Regions from separate parts of the Mus musculus genome. Here regions 2 and 3 are each linked to region 1. Evidence: chromatin contacts called from public promoter capture Hi-C data. All regions are on one chromosome and are shown on one strand. The core of a region is the stretch at or near the end of the contact, and the rest is flanking DNA. Distances in the headings are between cores, read along the strand shown. Region 1 holds the start of Rassf6 (Ras association (RalGDS/AF-6) domain family member 6). Region 2 has its middle 11 kb from the start of Cxcl15. Region 3 holds the start of Cxcl3 (chemokine (C-X-C motif) ligand 3).

The links. Promoter capture Hi-C pulls out the DNA fragments that hold promoters and counts their contacts.
Region 2: a contact with region 1 is called in a promoter capture Hi-C map of the C10 cell line. The contact joins the enhancer-like site here to the promoter of Rassf6 in region 1. A contact is called at or near these places in 9 of 39 promoter capture datasets (the C10 cell line, the HPC-7 cell line, the SN4741 cell line and 6 more), 1 of 115 datasets of contacts at active chromatin or transcription factors (pancreatic cancer cells) and 5 of 9 other capture datasets (adipose tissue, embryonic stem cells, liver and 2 more).
Region 3: a contact with region 1 is called in a promoter capture Hi-C map of the HPC-7 cell line. The contact joins the promoter of Cxcl3 here to the promoter of Rassf6 in region 1. A contact is called at or near these places in 10 of 39 promoter capture datasets (the C10 cell line, the HPC-7 cell line, the SN4741 cell line and 6 more), 2 of 115 datasets of contacts at active chromatin or transcription factors (fetal liver and pancreatic cancer cells) and 5 of 9 other capture datasets (adipose tissue, embryonic stem cells, liver and 2 more).

The regions. Positions count from the first base shown.
Region 1 is chr5:90,639,079-90,642,151 of GRCm38.p6, forward strand. It overlaps Rassf6 (Ras association (RalGDS/AF-6) domain family member 6), which reads right to left and starts at 1,449. Exons shown (of 11, transcript NM_028478.3): 1 at 1,309-1,449.
Region 2 is chr5:90,803,954-90,807,026 of GRCm38.p6, forward strand. No RefSeq gene overlaps it. Among named protein-coding and RNA genes, the nearest start is that of Cxcl15, 11 kb to the left of the region's middle. Within about 2 kb of position 1,503, at least 6 of the 459 cell types and tissues checked have an H3K27ac peak or open chromatin away from gene starts, as enhancers often do. A contact at or near this core is called in adipose tissue, where this site is marked.
Region 3 is chr5:90,784,656-90,787,728 of GRCm38.p6, forward strand. It overlaps Cxcl3 (chemokine (C-X-C motif) ligand 3), which reads left to right and starts at 1,446. Exons shown (of 4, transcript NM_203320.3): 1 at 1,446-1,594; 2 at 1,687-1,810; 3 at 1,929-2,012; 4 at 2,778-3,073. The coding sequence starts at 1,516. The coding sequence ends at 2,793.

The DNA of each region.
Region 1 (3,073 bases), core at 199-2,698:
ATTCAAATTCTATAGTGGAAAAATGAACATTTAAGACAATGATGATTTGCATTGTAAACCATTTAGCAACATTCATAAAACTCATAGCAAGAGTCACAAAAGTGTCCTTTACACAACACCGTATAATAAAAAGCCACTTCCTTGTCATTTAAGCTGAAGAGTTAGAGCCCGACAAAGCATGAGCACCAGACTGTTAGCATATAAAGAAAGTCACCATCATTTGACTGTAAACCATTCAATATGTGTTACAACAGAAGGGCTTAGCCCAGATAGTCTAATTTGATGAAAGTCATTCAAATGCAGTCTTTCATGTGAAGCATAAAGGCCAGGGCTTTACAGCATAAAATAGATAGTAATTTTCTCACTACAGATGCTTTTTATTTCCTCAGAAATAAACACCACTTTCACAAAATAAAAGTGGATAACATTTAAGTTTAAACTGGCCTTCAGGTAGGCTAAACACTTGGAAGTGAGGAGAAGCCAGGCAGTTTTACCACTACAGAGCTGCTGCTGCTCGCCCATGGTCACCAGGTCAGTCTCACAAGCACTGTTCCTCTTCCAGCATCCTCAGGGTCTGGTGTTGTCTGTCCAGCTCAGGTCAGTTTGTCCTCCCCGTCACACCCATTTTACAGATCTGTAGATTTGTGGGCGGTGACATACGATGCGATGCCGTTTGTGGAAGAACTGCCACCTGTTTAATCCCCACTAAAGTGCCCTGAGACACATGGTATCATGTTTGTTTTATAGATGCCAGACTTATGAGGCTTAGATATGGGAAGTAACGTTCAAAGTGACAAACTAGTAAGTAGCAGACACAAGGCTTGATCCTATGACTCTCCAGCTTCAGAATCTGGATGCTAACTCACAGATGCCCTTGTGATTACGGTCATCCTAACATTGTTTGGTGAGGTCTTCATTATATCTCAATCCCTTCTCAGTGAAGCTGATTTACCTTGAAGAAAGGAACATTTAACTGACCCCTCAAGTTAAAGGGTCTTTCCTTTACGATGTAGTCATGTATGACAAACTTGAAACACAAGAAGCAGCTAAGGTAAAAGTCAACGAGCTGGCTCTTTGGGAAAGGGGAAGGCAGGGTGGTCTTGCTGCTCCAAACGCCCCTCCCCACTACTGTGTCCTAACCCCCTCACGCGCTTACCTTCTCCAGGAGAGTATTCTGAAAAAAAAATTCTGATTTAAGGCCAACTCACACTAGGGCTCAGGTTGCGCTGATGCACGCACGGGTTTACGCTTCCTGACTATGGATTTCAGTTTCTCTAGACCGCTCTCAAATGCTCCCCGCACCCCTACCTGGTGTGCCTGTGTGTGGACTGAGCGGGGCTCTTCGCTTCAACCTCCAAGTTCACCTGCTTTTGTGCCGGGCAAAGGAGACTCTTGTGACCAAGCAGCGCGGAGCCTGAGGTGGCGAGCTGTCCCTTACAGTAGTGGGAAGGCGGAGCTGCCTGCGGGTGACAAGGCGTCCTTGTCACTCACCTGATCACTCACCTGCTCCGAGCCGAGGCAGGCAGTCAGGGTGGAGGACACATGGCTGGCCCCACAGTGCTGCTCCAGGCAGAGTTTCGCAGCCCCAGCGGCAGTTAATTATTACAAGGTTGCCCATCGCAGGGGGTGTGAGCAACCTGAGCCACGCCCAGTGCCTCAGTGCATGTTGGGAGTGTTTACTCTGTCCTTGCGGCCAGCAGGTACCCTGCTCTCTGCAGTAGTGGACTGATGGTGGGGACCTTTGTCAGTGACAGGCTGCAGGATCTTTGCTAGCCAACTGTGCTGCAGATAAACGGCTCCAGCTAGGACTCTGCGTTTTGTCTTTGAAAAGTTAAGTTGTCTTTCAGCTTGTGATTTCTTAATTTTCTTTTCCTTAGTCTTGGCTTTCTGCCAGCACCTTTGCACCCAAGACTTTTTTTTTTTTTCCTCACACCCTTAGGGTGTGCCAGAACCTTCCAGGCAGCTTGCAACATCAGGGCTCATGTGCCTGGCCTGACCACCTGACTTAAATTGGGTCTTGGGTAGCCGTATTATTATTTTAAGAGAAGGTGAGGCAGGCTTGACTTGTGTTCTCTGAGGTGGAATGCTGACTGAACTGAAGGTCTGACAATGACGCTAGAGCCCCAGTGCTTGTTTGATGTGTCTATACGGTGCCTTCCATAGGATTCTAAACTCACGCAGAAAGGGTCAGACAGTCGAGTTAGCCTGTGGCCATTGAAAAAGGTGAGGGGCTTTGAGATTTAACAGGCATTGGTCAAAAGAGGTATCGGCCATCACTTGTACTAGCTTGGCCACGTTGGCTCACAGTATACTGGTGTGTGGTTGCTGGCGTGGACTGACCTTTGGATGATAAAGAACAGGACCTGCAGTGTTTACAGCTCTGCTTCTACAATGTCTTGCTCAGATCCTGGCTGCACCCAGTCGCCCGTGCTCAAACGGATCTCCTGTTTGTTTTCAGTGTCTGGGCAACACTGGGTTTCTGCCTTTATCTGCAGCCTTCCCTTTAAATACTTTATCCTCGTGTAGATGTATAGTTTTTCTGTAGACTGTAAAGCCATATAGCATGCACAATGTGAAAAATTTCAAAAACACAGAAATGAAACAAAAATATTTACAAATCTATCTCTGGAATAAAATTATTGTAAGCAGCGGGCTGACTGTCATGGCTGACATATTTACTCTGGGAACATATCTGAAGGTGGCTGCATAGTTTGCTCTTCTATAACTTATCTTTATCTCATAAAAGATATTGTGAACAATTTACCATATGTCAGGGTGGGTTAATTTTTTTCTTACAATGTATTTTAACTAGCGGCACTGTAATATGCCATATGCATAGAGCATTATTTATTTAAGCAGTTCCTTATTGAGAGGGAGTTTTATTTCTAAACAACACTACAGCGAATTTTTACATGTAATTGCTCTGAACTGTGGTTACGACCTTACAACCTTCAAAGTGAAGTAACAGGATGAAAAAGGGTATATACTTTAAATTATATTAAAATTTATTTTACTTTTATCTTATGAGCATGGGTGTTTTGCCTGTGTGTGTGGACACCATCTGCTTTCTGTG
Region 2 (3,073 bases), core at 253-2,752, 160 kb after region 1:
CAGACAAATGGCACCATGCCTAGCTTTTCACGTTGGTGATGGAGACCCAGACTTCTACACTCACTCTTGAATAGCAGCCATTTATCCACCGAGCAGCCTTTCCAGCCTCTATGCCTGCAGTGTGGAACCTATGTACAAAATGACACATTTTATACCACTTCATTTCTCTCAACTCTTGGACTGTTTTTTTTTTTTCCCAAAATGTAACCTGCTAAACTTACTGAAAGAAATCTATCTCTCTTACAATTTTACCCATCAACTGGTCTTAATGAGTTAATGGAAGAACTGGTAAAAATTAGTAGTTAAAATGGTTTGAAGCAGATAAGCTCTCGTCCTGTTATTTTCAATATAAGTAATTTCAGACAGGTGACTTCCACATCTGACTTCTGTAAAAATGTCAGAATTAAAATCTACCTTATTGATGTGACTGACAAGATCACAGAAGAAGTGTTCACCATTTGTTCCCTAGAAGTTATCAATTTTCTTTTCTAAGAGCTCACTCCCCATTCCACACTGGAACCTCTCAGATCAGTTCCCCTTTCCCTGACCTTCATTCGATGACTCTGGAGTTTGGGAATCATCAACACCAGAGTGCTTTCTCACAGCCCTCAAGTCCAAGGTATCTGAACTTCATCTACAAAAACTGTGAATTCCAGTTGTTTCATATTTAACCACATTTTGTAAAGAAAGCTTTTATATCAACAATGTCTACATATCATGCCAAAGATCATAAACCCAGCAGCTAGTAACAGAACCAAGGCAGGAAGCCAGGAATTTTAATCCTTATCTGCAAGTAACTCTCTGTTTCCCTTTCAGTGACCAAGGCAAGGTAAGGCCCATCCTGATAACACCCACCCTCTGTGAGACATAAGACATAAAACTGGCAAAAGGAGACCCTCTGTGTGGGTGACATAGGAATACTTCTTCTAGTCATTATTCCTCATGCTGACCAAGACATCCTGACTGTTGTCCCTTGCCAGTCTCCTGCAGAAGAATGTCAACTAACACAGTTTCAGTCTGGACTGTGCCTACTGCCTGTGATTTCTTTCTAGTGCCAATGAGAGAAATACGTTATTACAATGTAGTCAAATTCTTTTCATGGTAGACTTGGATTTTCATCTTCCCCTTGTAACAATAAGTAATGACAATAATGAAGAACTCATGAGTTTGAGATGGTGTTGGGGATGGCACATGGGAGTGGTAGAGAGAGGGGGAGAAAATGATGAAAACTATCAAACACATTTAAAGTAAGAAGAACATTTATTCCACAAACAGTTGATATATGTATATCATATATAAATACATATATCATATATAAATATATTTATTGGGAAAAACATGTTCATAGTAAAAGTTCAAGCAGTTCAGGGGCTATGCAGTCTGTATTAGTTACTTTTGCATTTTTGCCATGAAAATACTTGGAAGAAACAACCAGAGTGGGGCAATACATCCTTTATGCCTGTTTGAGATTATTGTGATGCGTTCTGTCACGAAATCAGGGCAGAGTGCTTGGCTTGTGGAGAGAGGAGGGTGTGGCAAAGACAGTTACATTGTGGCAGAGCAGAAAAGACAGACTTGTCTGAACCAGGATCCAAGTCCTAGCCCTCAAAGGCCCACCCCTAGTGACCTCACCCCAGCCAGACCCCATTACTGAAGGCCTCACGTCTCCCCTAATTACTCCATCAGCCAGGTGACAACCATTCAAAACATATGTATGTAGGGAGGCGTTTTAGCTTAGAACTGTAAACATTGTTAAAAAAAAATAAAACTAGAGATAAAATAAAATTTCTCCTATCCATGATCCCTCAATTATTTGGTTTCCTTGCCTAGAAATGGCTTTAGTCAGTTTTATTGTATATATCTCCCCATAATGGTCTTTCATGCACCAGCATTACACACTTATTTACTTACTCATTCATTTTCTCAGCACAGGACATAATTACATAGCATTGTACCTCAGGCATTCTGTGCCCTAGCTAGCCCATAGTCACAGACACATGGGTCGATCCAGACTTTGGTGAATATTCATACATTAATTTACTTGTACACCAGTGCAACTGTATCTGTAAGCTAACTTCACAAGCAGGAGTGTCTATTCTGAGAATCCATGGAGGTTTTAGATTTGGTAAAGATTTCCCAACCTTTTCCAAAGAGTCTCTCATAGCTCAAAATCCCTCTACTGGCCCATGGAAATGCATTTCCCAGCATCCCTTTGATGGGGCTGTGCATCTAACTTGCAGCTCTGCCAGGCTCCTGACTGACATCTATGAACTCATTGAGTCTGTATTCTTCATGAGTTATGTTGGGCTTCTTTCCATGTATCTGCAGTCACTGTTTCCTTGGAAATTTTCCCATTGATTATTGGCTCATGTCTCTGGAATGGATATGTATACTGATGAGAATAAACATATTCCTGTATAATAGACTTATTCACCATGCACTTGCCAGTTTTATTTAATTTTATTTATAACAAAGAGAGCCATGCATTTAGTATAGCTAAATCATTGGATTTTAATCCCCATCTTATACACATAGCACTTTCTGATTTCAAGACTCATTTTCCAAGTCCCAGTGTCTGGCTGGCCCAGTTGCAGTGTCCTTTGCTACAAGGAAGCAGAAGATGTTTGACTTCATCTTTGTTAGAGGTTTTTACCATTTCCTCCCAACTTCCTTCATATCCTCCTTCCCCTAATATTGGCTCTCAATACTCCCTTCAGCATCTACTCACCTTCTGTGAGAGTTTAATTCGCAGATGTGTTTCTCCCAGATGATGTCTGACTCCTTAAGAGCCTCCATCAGGATCATTGGGATCAACTTGTCCACATCTAAGAAAAACACACTCATTCATATCTTATTGGCATTTGATATTTATGGATTATTATAGGCAAAGCTGATATCTGCAATATTAAACCTAGGGATCAGATATAACTTTACCTCAGTGTGTGTGTGTGTCTGTGTGTGTGTGTGTGGGGGTGCACACGTGTCCTTCATACATGTGTGATCCAATATATGCTTCAATAGGATTTTACAGGTTTCTCATTCTGGACTCCAATTTTTTGTGTAGCTTCCTCTT
Region 3 (3,073 bases), core at 196-2,695, 150 kb after region 1:
ACACCAAGAAACACACACACACACACACATGCGCGCAAAAGTGTACCTTCCAGTAGAATATACATGGCCATTTCAATTTTTTAGTAAATCTTTGAGTAACTGTTTTAATTTATAACTTTTCAACATTGTTAAATAAGGTGTTGTAATGCCTGTAACACCAGTGCTTGAATGGGTGGCCCAGCAATTCTACCTCAAGTTCAAGGTCATCCTAGACTGTACAGTAAGTTTCAAGCCAGGTTGGATAGAGAGATCCTGCCTCAATCAATCAATCGATCAATCAATCAGTCAGTCAATCAGCCAGCCAACCAACCAATCCTTTAATCATTTTTTTTGAAAAGTCAGCCACACTTACCGTAGCTTGAGAATGGCACGTTTCCACCTCCATAAGTAGCTGGTGCCGTTTGGGTGTGTTTCCTGTGAGGAACTGGAGCCCTGGGGATGGGTAGGGAAGGAAAGGGGAGGCGAAAAGTACTGGGGTACACATACTAGCCTTAACAGTGCACACCTTCTTAGCCTTAGTGTCTAGCGCACTCTCCAGCACACCACCTCACCCTTGACCAAGGTTCTTGTTTGGTGGTGTTCTCTGAGCAGCAGTCACAATCAGGAGTTTCAGATGCTGAGGTTATGGCCTTGACATGAACGCTCTGCTCTAGGGTATGCCTCTCCATCTTAAAGGCAGTTACTAATAGCTTTTGTCAACGAATAAGAAAGAAATCGGAGTGAAAGAAAACCCAGAGAACACACGTTAGATTTTATTTTTCTTTCATGGAAGGAATTATGGCATAGAGGCAGGATCTCTCTCTCTCTCTCTCTCTCTCTCTCTGTGTGTGTGTGTGTGTGTGTGTGTGTTTGTGTGAAAATGTCAAAATACAACAAATCAAACAAATTATTAGGTGTCTAAGTTTCTAGCTTTGAAAGCTCACCGAAAACAACAATAAAGACAGAGGCAGAAAGGATGTATTCACAAGAGGACTGGGTACAAACCTCAGGTCTCCCAGCTCTTTCTGAGCTGCAAAGCCTTCACCCACAACTGTCACTTCATTATTTTTCTCTATTGGCCTCTCGCCACCCAGTGGCGGATTTCTACCTTCAACCTCTTCCCTCTTGCTCCGGTGTTTTGGAGTCTCTGCACCAAAGGTCACCCCACAGGATGTTTCTCCAGCGCAGGCACACTTGCTGTCCTTGGTGGTGGGGTGGGGTGGAATGGGGAGTAGGAAAGGGGGCATTTGAGACAGGACTCATCTCAGGGTCCCACAGTGGGCAAGAAGCGAAGGAAGGGAACCAGTAGCACACGTGTGTCCTCTACACACTCATCAAGAGCCCGGGGGTGGGGCCCTATCTTCCTTCTGAGACAGGGACCTGGAGCTGCGGGGGGAATTTCCCCAGCCCGGGCTCGGGCTCTTCCAGTCATCATGTATAAAAGGGGTTCGCAGGGCCCTGGAGCCCCAGATCTCACCACAGCCCTTCGCACCAGCTCCCGCGCTCCAGACTCCAGCCACACTCCAGCCTAGCGCCATGGCCCCTCCCACCTGCCGGCTCCTCAGTGCTGCACTGGTCCTGCTGCTGCTGCTGGCCACCAACCACCAGGCTACAGGTGGGATTCGGATTCGAGGCTGATGTTTCTGGGGAAGCCTCAGGTGGGCGCAGCCATCCCCAGCCCCTCTGACCCGGTGTCTTCTCCTACAGGGGCTGTTGTGGCCAGTGAGCTGCGCTGTCAGTGCCTGAACACCCTACCAAGGGTTGATTTTGAGACCATCCAGAGCTTGACGGTGACGCCCCCAGGACCCCACTGCACCCAGACAGAAGTCATGTGAGTGTCTCCCTGGATAGCCTCTACCATGGCCAGAATAGCCCAGATGCTCCTGCGGCCCCAAGCTCACCCCAGCAGAACCTCGAGCCTTAATAACGATCCCTACTTCTCTGTGCAGAGCCACTCTCAAGGATGGTCAAGAAGTTTGCCTCAACCCCCAAGGCCCCAGGCTTCAGATAATCATCAAGAAGATACTGAAGAGGTGAGTGGTGCTTTGTTTGCACGTGATAACCCTCATCAGAGTACTGGCTTCTATCTCTCGAGAATCTTATCAGGGAAAGTCACAGAACTACAATAGTGATTATTATCTTTACAATTATAATAATTGTTTTTGATAATTAATTAGCCTACTGTGGTGCCTGAAGGATTTTTCCAGGATCTTTTATCCCTACCTGGAGCCTCTTTCTATCGCATAAGAGGGAGATAGCACTGCTTTTTAGAACATTCTCATCTGCCTTGGCCTCCCAATCCTAGTTAGTTCTAAAAAGCAGGTCCGTGGTGTTTGGAAACAGGTTCTAATTTTTAATATTTAGTGAGGAAAAGCAGAGATTTTGCAGTGGCTCAGTATATATATATATATATATATATATGTGTGTGTGTGTGTGTGTGTGTGTGTGTGTGTGTGTGTGTGTGTGTAATATCAAAACTTTGATTATATATAATCAAAACTTATTATCTATTTCTTTCTGGAAATTTTATCTTGAAACTTAATAAAAAAAAATAGTAGCGCTTCATAAGTTAAGTGAGACCTGGTGTGACAGACAATCTGCTTCAACAGCTTTCGTTTTTTGAGACCCCAGGTCCCCTGTTCATCTCTGTCCTGTAGGAGAGCATCCGCAAGCCTGAGGTGTTTGCTCTGTGGCACAGGCATCACAGGCCAGGGTCCTTAGGGCAGGCTGTCCTCAGAAAACCCAGGAGAATGAAGGATGCTGTGCACCTAATAAAAACATCTTACTTCTCACGACAGCGGCAAGTCCAGCTGAGCCGGGAAAGGAGGAAGCCCCTCACCATGATGAAGGACCTGCATTCTAAATCAGAGAAAAGCGATCCATCCCAACGGTGTCTGGATGTGTCTTTACCTGCTTGTTTTTAACAACTCCTGAGAGTTCATACCTATTTTATTTCACATGTAAAATAACTACGGGTATAATTGCATCTACTTGCAAGATGGCATCTTATTTAATGTTTATTTAATATCAAGTCTAAGTTTAACCAAGCCTATTCTTAACTTGAAGGTTAGAGATTTTCAGATTCTGTTAGGGA